2 separate regions of the Urocitellus parryii genome follow, and region 2 is linked to region 1. The links are chromatin contacts, called in public Hi-C maps. All regions are on one chromosome and are shown on one strand. The core of a region is the stretch at or near the end of the contact, and the rest is flanking DNA. Distances in the headings are between cores, read along the strand shown.

Evidence for each region. Hi-C and Micro-C count contacts between places; a contact is called where the count stands out from the background.
Region 2: a contact with region 1 is called in a Hi-C map of muscle, with 4 times the contacts expected there. The contact joins the promoter of P3h1 here to the promoter of Foxj3 in region 1. A contact is called at or near these places in 2 of 2 Hi-C or Micro-C datasets (liver and muscle).

Annotation. Positions count from the first base shown.
Region 1 is chr11:26,964,891-26,969,741 of mUroPar1.hap1, reverse strand. Foxj3 (forkhead box J3) reads left to right here and starts at 2,383. Exons shown (of 13, transcript XM_026410389.2): 1 at 2,383-2,551.
Region 2 is chr11:27,291,772-27,296,622 of mUroPar1.hap1, reverse strand. It overlaps P3h1 (prolyl 3-hydroxylase 1), which reads left to right and starts at 2,035. Exons shown (of 15, transcript XM_026410407.2): 1 at 2,035-2,545. The coding sequence starts at 2,084. It overlaps C11H1orf50 (chromosome 11 C1orf50 homolog), which reads right to left and starts at 1,787. Exons shown (of 5, transcript XM_026410405.2): 1 at 1,706-1,787; 2 at 1,463-1,578. The coding sequence starts at 1,778.

The DNA of each region.
Region 1 (4,851 bases), core at 1,134-3,633:
AGGTGGTGATTAGAAGCCCAAATCTTCAGACTTGGAGCTAAGTTCAAATACTAGTCTTTTTTTCTCTTCTATTCCATTGCCTGGCTGACTCCATTCAAGTGGCCTTAACTCTACTCTCATAACTACTGGTAACTACTGTCCTCAGTTCTTCCTCTAACAAATGGGAATAATATCAGCATTGTCCATCTCCTTAAATATATGATCCAGACTGTTCTTTAGTATTCTTCTGCCTATAACTCCTTTCAGAAAAAGGTGGGCTTTGAGAGGTGGAAGGCTGGGAAAATGGCCAGTATCAGGTGTTATCAAGGATCTACCTAATGGATCAACAAAGAACCAGGACCTTCCAATTCCTTTGGCAATTTGGAGCTTTGGGAACTTCTATCCTCTCTCAGGGAAGATGGCAAGGGCAGATTTCTTTTTGGGTTTTACTTTCCTTGTCATAATATATTGTAATTATTTCATCTACTTGCTTCCCACTTGACTACGAGTTCTTCAAGTATAGAGTCCATATTTTATTTGTCCTACACACTACTGTCATCCTGGTCCAAGCCATCTTCTGCACTTGGATAATGGAGCCTCTGGCTTCCACTATTGCCCTACTACCATCTACTGTTAACAAAATAAGTAAGAGTGACTTCCCACTGTTCAAAGAGGGACCTATTTTAGCCAAGATCCTTACAATGGCCTACAAGATTCCATTGTCTGTCTTTATTTTCCAAATCTCTTGGCCTTCTCATTATTTATAACACTTCCTCAGATGTTTTTGCCACCCTACATGGCTCATTCCCTCTTTTTTTGGGGGGGGGCGGGGGGAGTGCTAGGGATTGAACTCAGGGTCTTGTGCATGCTAGGCAAGCTCTCTATCTTTGAATTATATCCCCAGCTATCCCTCACCTCTTTAAAGTTTGATTAGAGTATGATGAATAGGTTCCCCCCACCACAGTTCTATTTAAAATCACAACACCTATCTTCCAGGATTCTTTATAGCTCCTTACTCTATTTTTTCCGATAGTACTCAATGCCTTCTAACATACTTAGTAATTCTCTTCTTGTGTTTTTCATCTTTCTCCCCATACTATAAAATGAAAGCTCCAAGAGGGAAAGATAAATGTTTTTTCCTTCTTTCTTTTCTGTTTATGGATACATCTTGAGCACTGGTATCTGGCAAACTTAGCAGTGACGGACAAGTATTTGTTGGATGAATGAGTAAATGAAACTTCAGAATATTGCTAGAGCGCTACTTAGAAATATATGAGTACTCTGTATCCCCAGTTCCCAGAGATTCTTGCTAAAAGCAGGTGTTCAATATTTGTTGAGGGAATAGAGAGGCTCAGATCTTTAACTACTTGAGGTCTTTATCTGATCCCCTTGAAGTTAAAAAAAAAAAAAGTTCCCAGGGTCAATCATTCCGGTCTCTGTCCTTTCATCCAAACAACCCATATTCAACTAACAAATACCTGATTATCCATGTATTGATTATCTACTGAGTTCAAAAGTGTTCTTGGGGAAAAAAAAGTGTTCTTGGTGCTGTGGGGAGAATACATGACTAACGCAACTGAAGCAACAGCAAGTAATACCTCAAAAGTAATCAAGTGTGAAACTACAGGGCAGATTATCAGTGCTAATAGTTTGGAGAAAGAATCAGCGAAGATTGACGTAGAAGTAAATTCCAAAGTCCACCATGCACCCAACTACCCTTCTAAATGCTCCACCTGTTGACAGCAGGACCATAACCTGGACAGTGAACCTGTGAATCAGAAGGGCCTTTAGAGTTCCAAGTCCTTTTTTTTTTTTTTTAAGTAGAAGGAAAGTATGATTAGGCAGGGGAATGGCCTCCACAGAGGTAGGCCTAGAACCCTGGCCTCCTGAAGTTCTGAAAAGGAGTCCTGAAGGAAAGTACAAGGCGCCTTTGTTGGGGCCTGCGGAATCCAAGCTGCGCCAGGTCGAAAAAGGGGTCCGGTTTCTTGGACAGGCTAAGGTGCCGGTCCCTACGGTGAGGTGGCAGGGTTGGGGGGCTGGGGGAGGTCACGAGGCAGGATTCCTCTGGAACACGGGACCTGTGGAATCCTTGGAAAGGGTCCAAAGCCGCTGATCCTTGCCATCCTTCATTATGGGGTCCCCGATCTCACCCCACGGACGCCACTGTGGGGCGCAGGGACCCGCGTCGCTCGAAACTGCCAGCCTCTTGTAGAGATCCACTGTGCGCCCAGAGAGCCGCTCAAGTTCCCGGGCACTACTTGCTCCCGCGGAGGGATCCGCGCAGGGCTTAGAGACCGCTTCCGCGGAGAGCCGTGACGCCGCCGACGCTGGGCTGGTGGCGCTGCGACGTCGCGGGAGGCGGGGGCGGCGGGGGCGGCAGGGGGAGCGGGTCGGGAAGTAGTTCCGGGTGCGCGGCCCCGGATGTTGGCTGCTCCCGCTGCTGCCGCCGCTCTCGGCGCTGCTCGGGGCCTCGGCCGCTCGCACCAGGCGCTGTTGGGACCTTTCCCGGGGGGCGGAGACGCACGTAGCGGCCGGGGGCTCGGCCGGGCCGTCCCGGCCTGCTCAGCCTGAGGTGAGTGCCCGCCACCCGGGCGGCGGGCGAGGAGGCGGGGCCGGGGCATCTCCCGCGACGGAGGCAGGGGCTGCCCTCCGCGAGACGCCCTGTCCCTTCTCAGCCGTCGCGCGCCGCGCGGTGGGCGGCGGGAGGGCCAGGGGGCCTGGGCTCAGGTTGGGGCCTGGCGGGCCACGAGGGCTGGGTCCCTCCCTTCCCCGCGGCGATTCTCAGCTGCTGCTGCCCCTCAGCTGGAAGCGGCAGCTCCGCACCTCCCGCCCCTCCCCCAGGTGGGGCCCGGGGGAGCTGGACCTGAATCCCGGGGGCGCGGAGTCCGCAGACAGCGACAGTCTCCTTCCCTCCGTGACCTGCGTTCTAGCCTGGGGTAGTCCCCGATCCCGGCGCGATGTGGCTGCTTCCCTTCAAGCTCGGGAGCGCTTTTCGGCCAGAAAGGCGGGCAATATCTTGCGCCCGGCGGGTGCCCTTTGGGGTGAGGAGGCCGTTGCGAGGGGCCTTGGTTCCCGCCCATCCTGTTGCTGTGTCCTTTGCTGGCATTAGGGCAAAGGCAACCGTTCCATGCGGACGTGTTGCTGTCCTGTGTGTGTTGCATCCTGCCCACGTGGTAGAGTGTCCCGTGCCCCCCACCCCCTTCCATTTTTGCAGCTGGTGAAGAGGGAGATTTACGGGATGATTTTTCCCTGTGTGATTTTCTCTGGCTGGCATGGAAGGTGTTAAGGTCAGTTTGCTTTGCTGGGGCCCACTGTTTAGATGGAAGAACCAAGAGTTGTACTCTCTTAAATTGAGACCTGTAGGGGATACCAGGGTTAGTTTCATTGACATCATTGCTTTCTACTGCTTAATCCTCAAAAGAGAATAAGCGCTTGGTATTGATGCATTGAGGTGTATAGTTTTCATTTCTCTGTTCTACTTTTTGTGCATATTGTTGTCCAAGGTTTTTCTATTCTGTGTTGCTGCAGTGCATGTCTGTGTTGTTCCTAGCTGAATTCCTGAATGAATAGAGCCAACGAATTATAGATTGGTGGGCATCTTTTACGTCTTTTTCTGATGTTACTTTATTTTTTATTTTGCTTACTATTGAAAAGGTGTGCATGTCATATGGGAATGCATATATGTGTACACACATACACACATATGTATGCATGTATGTGCATATATATGTTGTAAGGCAGCACTAGATAGTTCCACCTAGTTACCTCCTTCGTGGAAGCTCTTTTATTTCACTTTCCTTCTCTTTTGAGTACTATTAGACTTTTGTCTCTTGACACAGGTTTTGAAACCTTTTTCTTTCTTCTTCTTCTTTTTTTTTTTCTTAATGTCTTTCCCAGGTTAAGATTTCCATCTTAACCGTGTTTTGCTCTTTGAGACCATAGATTGCTCTCTCCACAGGGAAGAGACTACGGTAGCAGTGAGAGAAACCTTTTATTCCTTCAAGACCTTAGCGTATAGTTATAGAAAATCAGTAACTTTTCTCAATTTTTTTTTTTCTGATCTGGTGGATTAATTGAACTTTTTGATTTCTGATGTGAATCTGAAGATTTCTCTTTTTTTGGTTTTGTGTCAGAGTTAAGGTGAATCTTGTTCTTGGTTTTGTGCTGCTGGAGATCCTGGGGAGTTACTCATGCCTTTATTAGGTGTTTTTTGGATGAGGCCAGGGCATGTTTATTTTGGCTCTTTTTAGTTCATAAGTTTGGTTGAAATAAAATATCTTACTGTTTTGAAGTCACTCTTTTATATACTAAAATGGCCAGGATTCTCTTATTTGTTTTTCACATGGTGCAATCATTTTGAGTGCATTTTGATGTTGCTCTTTCCCCTTTAATCTGGTGTAATTGTTAGTATAGTCTCCTATATAGACTAGAAATATTTAAGTACATATTCTATCTGCTTTCATTATGCTAAGTATGGGTGGGGCATGGAAAATAGAGAATGTCATTTGGGTATATTCTGAGGCTCATATATATGTGTGTGTGTATATAAAATAAGTCAGCATTTATTTACTTCTGCAAAATACTGTGTTGTCTTTGTGTGAAGTAGTTGGTATGAAAAGATACACAGAATAAAATATGAGTCTCTTCAAAAGCTTCAACCTCTGTACCAAGAGGAACGGATTTGTCCTTTTGTTGGAGAAATGGTATGTACATCATTTATAATCACCAAACAACATCCAACTCCTGTTTGGAATAACAGTACAACCAAGGTCAAAAGTATATGTAACATGAGAAAGAGGAATTTCCAAAGGGGAAGAGGTGTATCCCAGGAGATTGAAGGCATATATGCAAAGGTAGAGAAGTGGAAATTTA
Region 2 (4,851 bases), core at 786-3,285, 330 kb before region 1:
CCAGATGTCTCAATCCACAGAGAGTAGGCTCCATTCCCCAAGGCTCAATGTGAAGAAAAATATCATGGTGCAAGACTGTGGCAGAGGGAAGCAGCTCACATGATGATCGGCAAGCAGAAAGACTCTACTTACCTGATACAAAATATATACCCCAAAGGCACAGTACCAGTGCCCACCTTCTCCAGCCACACTCTACCCACCTTCAGTTACTGCTCAGTTAATTCTGTCAGGGGATTAATTCACCGATTTGGTTAAGGTTCTCATAACCCAGTCATTTCTCTTCTAAACCTGGCATTGTCTCACACATGAGCTTTTGGGGGACACCTCACATCCAAACACATAACAGAACGTGTCTCAAAATTTTAAAAAAGGCCAGGCATAGTGGCACACACCTGTAATCCCAGAAGCTCAGGAGGCTAAGACATGAGGACCCAAAGTTCAAAGCCTGCCTCAGCAAAAGCGAGGTGTTAAGCAACTCAGTGAGACGCTGTCTCAATAAAATACAAAATAGGGCTGAGGGTGTGCTCAGTGGTCGAGTGCCCTGATTTCAATCCACAGTACCTCCCAAAAATTTTTTTAAAGGGCTGGAAAATGCCCCTGGGTTCAATCCCCAGTACCAATAAATTTAGAGGAAAGAAGAGGGAAGTTATATTGTGTGCATGGTACAAATGTGTAACAACAGATCCCAACATTATGCACAACTATAATGCATTAATTAAAAAAAAAAAGTGCAAAGAGTGGAGAGCAACTGTGAATGCCACCCCAGCAGGAAGAAGAGCTGTTCTATACTCTCTCTTCCATTCTTCGTTGCAACCATTTAAGGCTGTTCTTACTGTTAAAAAAAAAAAAAAAAAAAAAGATGTAGAAAGAAGGCTCATGTATCCAAACTTCCAGTGCTTTTCCCAATATTTTGTAGTTTCTCTTTATTTTACCTATTTTGCCAATGAATGTGTAAGCTCTGAGCATGAGAATATGAGAATACTGTATCCAGTGAATGAGAATACAGGGCAAAACTTAAAAGTCCTACCCTTCCTAGAATATGTTAAATTCTTCAAGCTCTCAGGTAAACAGATAAAGATTTTATGGGAGCAGCTTAAAATAATTGAACTATACATCCTTGAAAAATTTGGGTTAGAATGATCTTCACGCATCAAAGAGAACTTCTGTACTGCCTACCTCACAGGGATGTGCTAAGGCGCAAATGAAATAATGTACTGAAAATGCTTTGCAGACCTTCCCACGGAGGGAAATTGTGGGCACTCTACCTGCAGTAGAAGGTATCTTTGGTCTCAGAAGATTAGAGTTTGAGTCAGGCAACCGACTCAGAAAGACAGTCGACTTTCACCCTCTGCAAAAAGCAGACAAGAACCCCACTCTTAGTGGCTGTAAGGTCCAAGTCAAAACAGGTAGAGCAAACCTCAAAGGAAGACAGTTATTCACTTTCCCAGCCGCGCCTCCTCACCTTCTGCACCTGCTCTGCGAGCGCCACGAGGTCTAAGGGGTCCCCGACCCGGTGGGTGTGATAGGGGCTCACCAAAGCCAGGCCGCCGGGGGTTGGGGTGAGCTCCACCAGGGATCCTGCGACACACACCCAGGAACACAGGCTGTGAGCTCCCGCCCTCAGCCTCCCGCTGAACCCCAGAGACTAGCTGCCAGCGGGGACTTCTTTCCCCAAGCTGACCTCCGCCCCGCATACCATCCTGACCTGCAGCCGCCTGCTGCACTCCTGGACTTTCAGGGTCTTTCTTTTCCGGCCCAGACGGCGGAGCGTTCTCCATGACGGCTACTCTACCTCCTTGGGCAGAAGAGCGTGCGCACAACGCCTTGTGGGCGGAGCTTCCGTGTTCCCGGGCCACTGGACGCTGGAGCGATGGGGCGCGGCCTGAACGCGGAGGCGGGGCTCCAGCAAACCCTAAAGTTGCTCTGAGGGGCGGGGACCACGTTGATAGCAAGAAGGTGTGTGACCATGCGCATGCGCCGCTCTCTTAAGAGGCGGGGCTTCTCCCAGGGGCGGGACCTTGCGGGGGTGGGATCCTGTCCTCAGCAGCGGGTGGCTTGTGGTCCCGCTAAGTCTCTGGAGGTGATGGCGCCGCAGTTGTGGAGGCTGCTGACCATACTGCTGGCGATTGCCACCGCCTCCCAGGCCGAGGGCGAGTCCGAGACGGGATGGGACCTGGCGGCGCCTGATCTGCTCTTCGCCGAGGGGACCGCGGCCTACGCGCGCGGGGACTGGGCCGGGGTCGTCCTGAGCATGGAGCGGGCGCTGCGTTCACGGGCCGCCCTGCGCGCCCTCCGCCTGCGCTGTCGCACCCAATGTGCAGCCGACTTGCCGTGGGAATTGGACTCCGGCTCCTCCGCGAGTCTGGCCCAGGCCCCGGGCGCTGCCGCCCTGCACGACCTGCGCTTCTTTGGGGGCCTGCTTCGTCGCGCCGCCTGCCTGCGCCGCTGCCTTGGGCCGCCGGCCGCTCACTCACTCAGCGAGGAGCTGGAGTTAGAGTTCCGCAAGCGGAGCCCCTACAACTACCTGCAGGTCGCCTACTTCAAGGTGCGGACCTGCCTGGGGTACTTCGGAGAATGGTTGCAGGCGACCTGGGGTACTTCGGAGAATGGTTGCAGGTGACCTGGGGAACTGGAGGACCAGGGAAGTATTCGCAGAGAGGGAGGGTGGCCTCCTGGCTGGGGAGCTCTCCTCAGACCCAGGGAGAACAGAGAAACCGCTAGGGGACCCGCCTCGCCCAGTTATTATGGACAGATGTTAACCCCAAAGGTCCAGTCTGGGGTTAGGTCCCAGGCCAAGAAAGGATTGACCTTTTATTCCCATAATGGCTCCAAGAGGGAACTAAAGCAGCAGGTTGGGTCTCCCATCCTGATTCATTGTAAATGTCCAAGTGAAAAGCCGGGAGCTTTCTACAATATCTTCCTTCCGGTTCGTTCTCTAATGATGCTTTTCCTGCAGCGCTCCTTCAGGACGTGGGATTGCCACGTTGCCATCAGGGGCTGCCTGGCTCCACCCTGTGGGAGACCCTCTGGCTAATCTGCCAGTTTCCAAAGAAAATTAGTGTTTTTAGGAATGCCACAGTGCCAACTGTGTACAAATAGGCTTTAAGGGTTCCAGGCTTGTGTGATGATGATGATAGACCACATGTACTTCCACGCGCTGTTTTAAGCACAGCATTTATTAACTTATTTGCCCTCATCCACATGGTACCCTGTGAAGTAGATGCTACTATTAGTCTCATTTATTGAAGAGAAGGGGAAAGAAGGAGGTGTGCTGCGTATCTATTATATTCATAATTCAACAGACCTAAAAAGAAACTTAGAGACTCTTGGGGACCTCAGATTTCCACCTCTGCAAGAGCACTCTGCTTGTGTAGTACCCCTTCATTCCTCCTGGTTGCTTGGAAGAGTACTGGACTTTAAAATGATTGGACTATGACTTTGGTCATGTCACTTAATAGCACTACTTAAAATCCTTTGACAAACATTTATTGAATACCTACTGCATTCCAATTCTTGGACAGCTGATTAAAATGCTTAACTCTTTGTATTGTCTTGCTTTGCTGCTAAGGATCACTGTAGTAAGGGCTATCAAAAGAGTATGTAGTAGGGCTGTTGTGAGCACAAAGGAGGAAAAATCTAGCTTTATCTCAGAGAATAATTAGAGAGACTTGAGAGGTGACATTGAGCCTGTCCTAAATATTGCCTGGGAAAGAAGGATGGCTGTTCCAGGTAAAGGGAAAATTAAAACCCAAGCATGACGTATTCAGAAATATATATATATATATATATATTGCTGTGATTGGGTGGTCAGGATATGTGTGGGGAGCAGCAGAAGAGGAGACTAAAAATGTTTAGTGAAACCAGATTCAGGGGCAAATTCTGCAGATCCCAGACAGCCATCATTGAAATTGGATTTTAGAGCACTAATTCTAGAAGCCACATGGAATAAGCTTTGGAAGGAGAAAATGAGGGCAGTGGAAACAATTCAGGGAATTAAGATACCTGCGCCTTTGTCCACCAGTGTCCACCAGAGAGAATTGAGTGAGGTGCCTCACAGGTAAGGAAGATCTGGAGGAAAGGAAGAGATTGAAAAACAGGGAAAGTAAGGAGCTGTGCTGAAAGATAAAGGGAAGTAAATCCATCAAAGGACAAATGGGAGAAACCCTAACTTTGAAGATAAAGAAAGTGAGGTACAGAGCTGGGAATTACTTACCTTGGTTCACATAACCAGGCCTGACTCCTTTAGTGTGCTTTTTTTTTTTTTTCTTCTTCTTCTTCTTCTTTAACACATTAAGGATACCAGCACCATCTGTGTTGAGCACCATGTGTTTAAAACTACATGTATATCATCTTATTGACCCCACAAAATCCCATGAGATGGGTAGTGAGTGCTACTCCAGCCGACAGATTAGGGAACTGAATTTGGGAAGCAAATTTTAAATTATCTAAAGTCCAGCAAGGGAGTCATTAAACCTAGATCTATTGCTGATCTGACTGACACCAAAGTCTACTAGATCCTCTAATTTATTTTGGAGTCTATATATAAACCTGTGTGAATTTGATATGCTGGATTCCGTTGCTGTGGACATTATTATGGTCCATAGCACATTTTTTAAAATAACTATAACTTTTTTTTATAACTTTTTTTTTTAAATAACTGTTTTAACCTCATGATCTCTAGTCTTTGAGTCAGAAGATACCCAGGTCTGGATTTTATAAAAGATCTACCTTTGCCCTGAACATGTGTCCAAAAAACTCTTGATTTTCTGTTAAGCAAAATTCTTTTCCAGGAAAATTCCTAGACAGTGTAATTGTTAACTGCTCTTTAGAAGCCTTAGATTTTCTTCAGCT